Linked DNA regions of Ovis aries: region 1 is linked to region 2. A link is a contact called in public Hi-C data. All regions are on one chromosome and are shown on one strand. The core of a region is the stretch at or near the end of the contact, and the rest is flanking DNA. Distances in the headings are between cores, read along the strand shown. Region 1 holds the start of LOC121817444. Region 2 holds the start of NHLRC1 (NHL repeat containing E3 ubiquitin protein ligase 1).

Evidence for each region. Hi-C and Micro-C count contacts between places; a contact is called where the count stands out from the background.
Region 1: a contact with region 2 is called in a Hi-C map of muscle, with 3 times the contacts expected there. The contact joins the promoter of LOC121817444 here to the promoter of NHLRC1 in region 2. A contact is called at or near these places in 2 of 16 Hi-C or Micro-C datasets (muscle and skin fibroblasts).

Annotation. Positions count from the first base shown.
Region 1 is chr20:39,014,570-39,017,269 of ARS-UI_Ramb_v3.0, reverse strand. It overlaps LOC121817444, which reads left to right and starts at 1,278. Exons shown (of 2, transcript XM_060403494.1): 1 at 1,278-2,185. The coding sequence starts at 1,553. The coding sequence ends at 2,182. It overlaps NUP153 (nucleoporin 153), which reads right to left and starts at 2,138. Exons shown (of 22, transcript XM_027958739.3): 1 at 1,441-2,138. The coding sequence starts at 1,554.
Region 2 is chr20:38,722,635-38,725,334 of ARS-UI_Ramb_v3.0, reverse strand. NHLRC1 (NHL repeat containing E3 ubiquitin protein ligase 1) reads right to left here and starts at 1,254. Exons shown (of 1, transcript XM_027958731.3): 1 at 1-1,254. The coding sequence starts at 1,174.

The DNA of each region.
Region 1 (2,700 bases), core at 29-2,528, 290 kb before region 2:
GAAAATTTGAAAACCAAGCCTATCTGGGGGAACACTGGTGGGAGTTGATAGTAGCCAAGACTTGTAACCATTAGTAGAGAGCTACCTAATACTATAAACTACGAAATTTCACTATTAAGAAACTTCTCCCAAATCTTTACTTTTAAAATTCTGTTTTTAATGATACAATTTAACAACAGCACCAAACATGTTTAACTGTTAAATATTTATCATCATCTGGAATAAAGCAATCTAGAAGTCTACCTTTTATAGTATGCAACAAGTTATCAGACCCTTTTGCTATACTTTTTATAGGTTTAAGGCCCACACTTACTTCCTACCTTACTATCAGTGAAAAGTTTTATAAGTGACTTTTATTAGAAGGTTTTCAACATTTTCCCACTCAATCCCCCGTTAACAAGCAAAACTTAAAATACTTAACTTTCTCAGAATCAAATATCTGAGGATAAACTCCTATTTTTATAATTTCAAACACCCACGAGTGCACAAGGTGGTTAAATTTCAAGACCACCAACATTCCTGTAGTGTCGAAAGTACCTAAACTTCTAGAATACCCATTGCAATATTAAAATATTTTGTGCATGAGATCAGAACTGGAGTCCCAGTCAACTGTGCATAATGGCCAATTCTAGTCTCCAAAATAAAACGCGCGGGTGTGTGTGGGGAGGGGGGGGAAAGGTTGGACAAAAGTGGGGAGGGAAGAGTCTCGCGACGGAAAAACAGACGTAAGTGCGGAGAGGGACTTTCAAAATGCCCCAGTGCCACTAACCATATCCCGGTTGAAGAAAAAATTAAATAAGCCAGGGCTCTTAGATCGGGGAGGGCCACGGGGAGATGGAGAATTTAAAGGATGGAGAATAAGTTATTTCACTTTCCCTGTAACAGCGCCCCCGTCAAGCCCCAGGTAGGTACCCTGGCGGGGTGAGGATCGGAGGAGTCCTTGGGGCAGCCCCCCTCCCCGCACGCGCTGAAACGCGGGAGACTAGAAATCTGCAGGCGTGGGGGTGGGGGGCCCTCCCAACCACAGCATTTTCCCTTTTCCCTTGAGGGACATGAGTAATTAACCACCCCCCCTCCTCCAAGCTCCTAATCCCCGCCAAAAAAAGGGGGGGGGGGGGGCAGAATTCTAGGCCCACCGTGGGCCTCGTACTTGTGTTCCCGCCCTGCGCCCAGGCCCGGGGAAAGCCCCGGGGCGGAGAGGGCCAGGGTGCGGGGCGGGGGGTTGGTGGAGAGAGGAGGCCGAGCCACACGTGTGCGCCGCAGGGCTGGCCGGCCTCAAGCCCACTTCCCGTCGCCGCCCCGGCGGCCTCGGCTCCCGCCGCCTCGCCCGGGGCCTCCCCGACGCTCCACGTGGGGCGCCAGGGCCGCCCCCCCCGCCCCCCCGCCGCCCCGAGGGCCCGCGAAGGGACCCCCTCACACAGAGCGCCGGGGCTCCCTTACCTGGTGCTGCGGTCGCCCCTGCTGGTAAGGCTTCATCGGGCCCTGGTGGCAACGCCGCGTCCGGATCTTGCCGCCGCCACCGCCCCCTCCTCTGCCTCCGGCTCCCGAGGCCATGGCGGAGCCTCCGCGGCTTCCCCCTCCGGGGCGGGAGAGGCAGAGGCGGCCTCAGAGGACCCCCGCCCCCCGCCTCGCCTCACCCGGCCCCAGCCCCCAAGAGTCCGCCCGCGCTGCCCTCACAGCGGGGGCCCAGGCCCACCGGGAACCGCGGAGCGGCGAGCAGAAGCGGAGAAGAGAATGCGCGCTGGCGGCAGCGAGGTGGGGGGAGCGGGGCGGGGAGGCCACAGAGGCCGAGGAGCTGGCTCTCCGGTCCCGCAGGCTCCCGCGGACCCCCGCCTCTGTGTGTGTCACCGTCTCTATGGAGATTTCCCCCGCAGAGGACAACGCGAGCGGCCCCCGGCGCTGCTCGGGCCTAACTCGGCCGCCGGCTGATGGAGATTCTTCTTCCGCACGCCCCAGCCGTGTAGCTGCCGCAGTTGAAGCCGCCGGCGCCGCCCGCCTACCCCTCCCCTTTGCGCACAGCGCCCGCCCCGCCGCCGCCGTCGTCGTCGTCGCCGCCGTCGTCCCTGCAGTCGCCGCTGTTGCGTCTATTGCCGCTGCTAAGGCCGCCGCTGCGGTCTCGAGCCAGAACACCGTCACTCGTCAGCGCCCGGCGAGCCTGCGTCATCACGCTGCGACCGGCTGATAGGTGAGGAAGGAAGGAAGGGCTGGTCGAGCCCGCGCTCTCGGCCGCGCGGGCCGCTGGGAAATGTAGTTAACGGGAGGAAGGCTAATTCTCGGAAAGGACGCGGAAGGAGAGAGGCACGGTTTGCCGCAGAGGCACAAAGCCAGGGGGGTTCCGTTCCTTTTCCTGTGCTCGGCTATAAACGTAGACTTTGAAAGACGCATTTAACACAGAAGCAGTAACCTCCTTCTTACTCTCCTTCCTCGTGGTTGGTAAAGAGGACGGATAGTAAGGTAAAGAGGTAAAGTGAGCAGATAGTTAAATTAGACAGGAGCGAACATTATCTTATAAAAAGAAAAAAACCGGTTGAAAAAAGCAATGTTCATGATCTTTAAGCCTAAAGCAGAATTAGAAAAACATACAGTGTCATTAATGTTCCGTTGTTACATAAGAGCTGTTGTCAAAGAAGGCGAATTCTGGTTCCACCACTCTAGTTTGACCTTGGATAAGTCAAAACCTTCCTTCTCCCTATAAAATGG
Region 2 (2,700 bases), core at 5-2,504:
CAACCTTGTAGACTTTTACAGAATGGGCCGCGCTGTCCAGCACAAGAAGAGAACTCTCCTTAGTGAAGGTCAGCGCCACGGGATGCGAAAGACCGTGGGTGACGATGGGCTTCAGCACTGGAAACTCCTCGGGTTTGCCTAGACAGAGGACAGCCGGACTGGAAGTATCGGCAACCACCACGTTGCCCTGATGATCGAAGGCCACGGCGGAGGCGGTGATCTTGGAAGGGAAAAAGAGGCTTAGCCCAAAGGAGTCCACCTGGCCGATGAGCTGCATGCTCGCGCTGAACACCTTCACGGTAGTGCTGCTGCAGGTGCCGGGCCCCAGCGGGTGCTCGACGACCGCGATGGCCCCGGTGAGCCAGGACACCGCCACCCCCCGCGGGCGACGCAGGTGAGCCTGCAACCTTTCGGTCCTCCGGAGGACCCCTTCGGGAAAGTCGACTTCCAGGAGGTGCAGGGACCCCGCCTCCGCGTCCGTGACCAAGACCCCATTCTGCGGGGTGGTCTCCACACCCCACGGCAAGCAGAAGTGGCCTCCCAAGACGAGTTTGATCTGGCCGAAAAAGTCAAATACTTTGAGGGAGCGGTCGCCGGCGTCGGTGACGACCACGTGGCAGTCGCTGGTGACCGTGACGTCAACCGGGTACCGAAGGTCCTGGGCGGCGTCCCCCTTCTCTCCAAACTGATGCGCGCAGCCTCCCCCGGAGTCGAAGACCTTGACTCGCCTCTTACCGTCGTGCACCACCACGACCCGCCCCGTCTTGGGACACAGAGCCAGCCCGGTGGGGTTGACCAGGGTCCCCCAGCCGCCGAAGGCGTGCTGGCAGGTGAGGACCCCCGCGGCGGCGGGCGCGGCGCGCGGGGCGGCCGGGCCCGGCCGCAGCGCGGAGCCCAGGAGCTCCAGGAAGTGGAGCACCGGCAGGCAGTCGCTGGTGTCGCAGCCCCGGCAGGCCCGCCGGCAGAAGGGGCACTCGAGGGCCAGCGTCCGCGGGTGCGCCAGGGCGGCCACGCAGGCCAGGCAGACCACGTGGCCGCAGGACAGGTTGCGTGGGCGCCGCTGCTGGCGGTGGCCGAACCGCTCGAAGCACACCTTGCACTCAAGCAGGCTGGTCTCCGCCTCGCGCAGCAGCTCCCGCAGCGCCGGCCCGCTCCCAGCGGCCTCGGCCCCCATCGCGCGGCCCCCGCCCCGCACGCCCGGCCGCGCCGTCTGCCTGCAGAGCAGGACGCCGCGCCGGCGCGGCCTGGGGTCACGGCCACGGGGCGGGGCCGCTGGGCCTGACGTCCACTTTGTCCGGCCGCTCGGCCGAGACCTGCCGCCCCCTTGTGGGCGCGCGCGGCACTGTATCCGGAGAGGCGGACAGTGGATTTTAACAAGTTCTAATCCACAGAGTAGACTGCGTGCTGCAGTCCATGGGGTCGCAAAGAGTCGGACACAACTGACCGACTGAACTCAACTGAACTGATCCACAGAATACTCATTGGAAGGACTGATGCTGAAGCTGAAACTCCAATACTTTGGCCACCTGATGCGAAGAACCGACTCATTGGAAAAGATCCTGATGCTGGGAAAGATGGAAGGCGGGAAGAAAGGGGGACAACAGAGGATGAGATGGTTGGATGGCATCACTGACTCAATGGACATGAGTTTGAGTAGGCTCTGGGAGTTGGTGATGGACAGGGAAGCCTGGCGTGCTGCAGTCCATGGGGTTGCAAAGAGTCGGACACGACTGAGCAACTGAACTGAAACTGATCCACAGCCTAGACAGCGTTATTAAAAAGCAGAGACATTCCTTTGCCAACAAAGGTCCATATAGTCAAAGCTATGGCTTTTCCAGTAGTGATGTATGGATAGATGTGAGAGTTGGGCTATAAAGAAGGCTGAGCACCAAAGAATTGATGTTTTTGAACTGTGGTGTTGGAGAAGACTCTTGAGAGTCCCTTGGACTGCAAGGAGATCCAACCAGCCCATCCTAAAGGAAATCAGTCCTGAATATTCGTTGGAAGGACTGATGCTGAAGCTCCAATACTTTGGCCACCTAATGTGAAGAGATGACTCATTGGAAAAGACCCTGATGCTAGGAAAGATGAAGGCGGGAGGAGAAGGGGACGACAGAGGATGAGACGGTTGGATGGCATCACCGACTCAATGGACATGAGTTTGAGTAGGCTCTGGGAGTTGGTGATGGACGGGGAGCCTGGCGTGCAGCAGTCCATGGGGTTGCAGAGAGTTGAACGGGACTGAGTGACTGAACAACAATCCACAGCACATGGTCAGATCTGTAATCTTCACACCAATCATGGATGGAGCATCTTCCCTTTACACTTGAGGACACCTATTGAGGACAAGCAGGCTGCCCCCTGGAACCCAGCAAAGTGCCCTCTGATTTCCTGTCAGCAGCACTGGGTGCTAGGGGCTCGGGCTGGCCAGGTGTGAAACCTAGTCTCAGAGCTCATGACGCTTATGAACTATCGGGAAAACACAGATGCACGAGGGAAATTAAAACCCAAGTGGATGAAGCAGGTGCGCACATTTTCTTTTGGACCTTCTATCATTCTCATAGTAAGTAGTTGTTGTTGTTTAGTCACTAAGTCATGTCCGACTCTTTTGCAATCCCATCGACTGTAGCCTGCCAGGCTCCTGTCCGTGGGTTTACTTAGGCAAGAATATTGGATGGGCTGCCATTTCCTTCTCCCAGG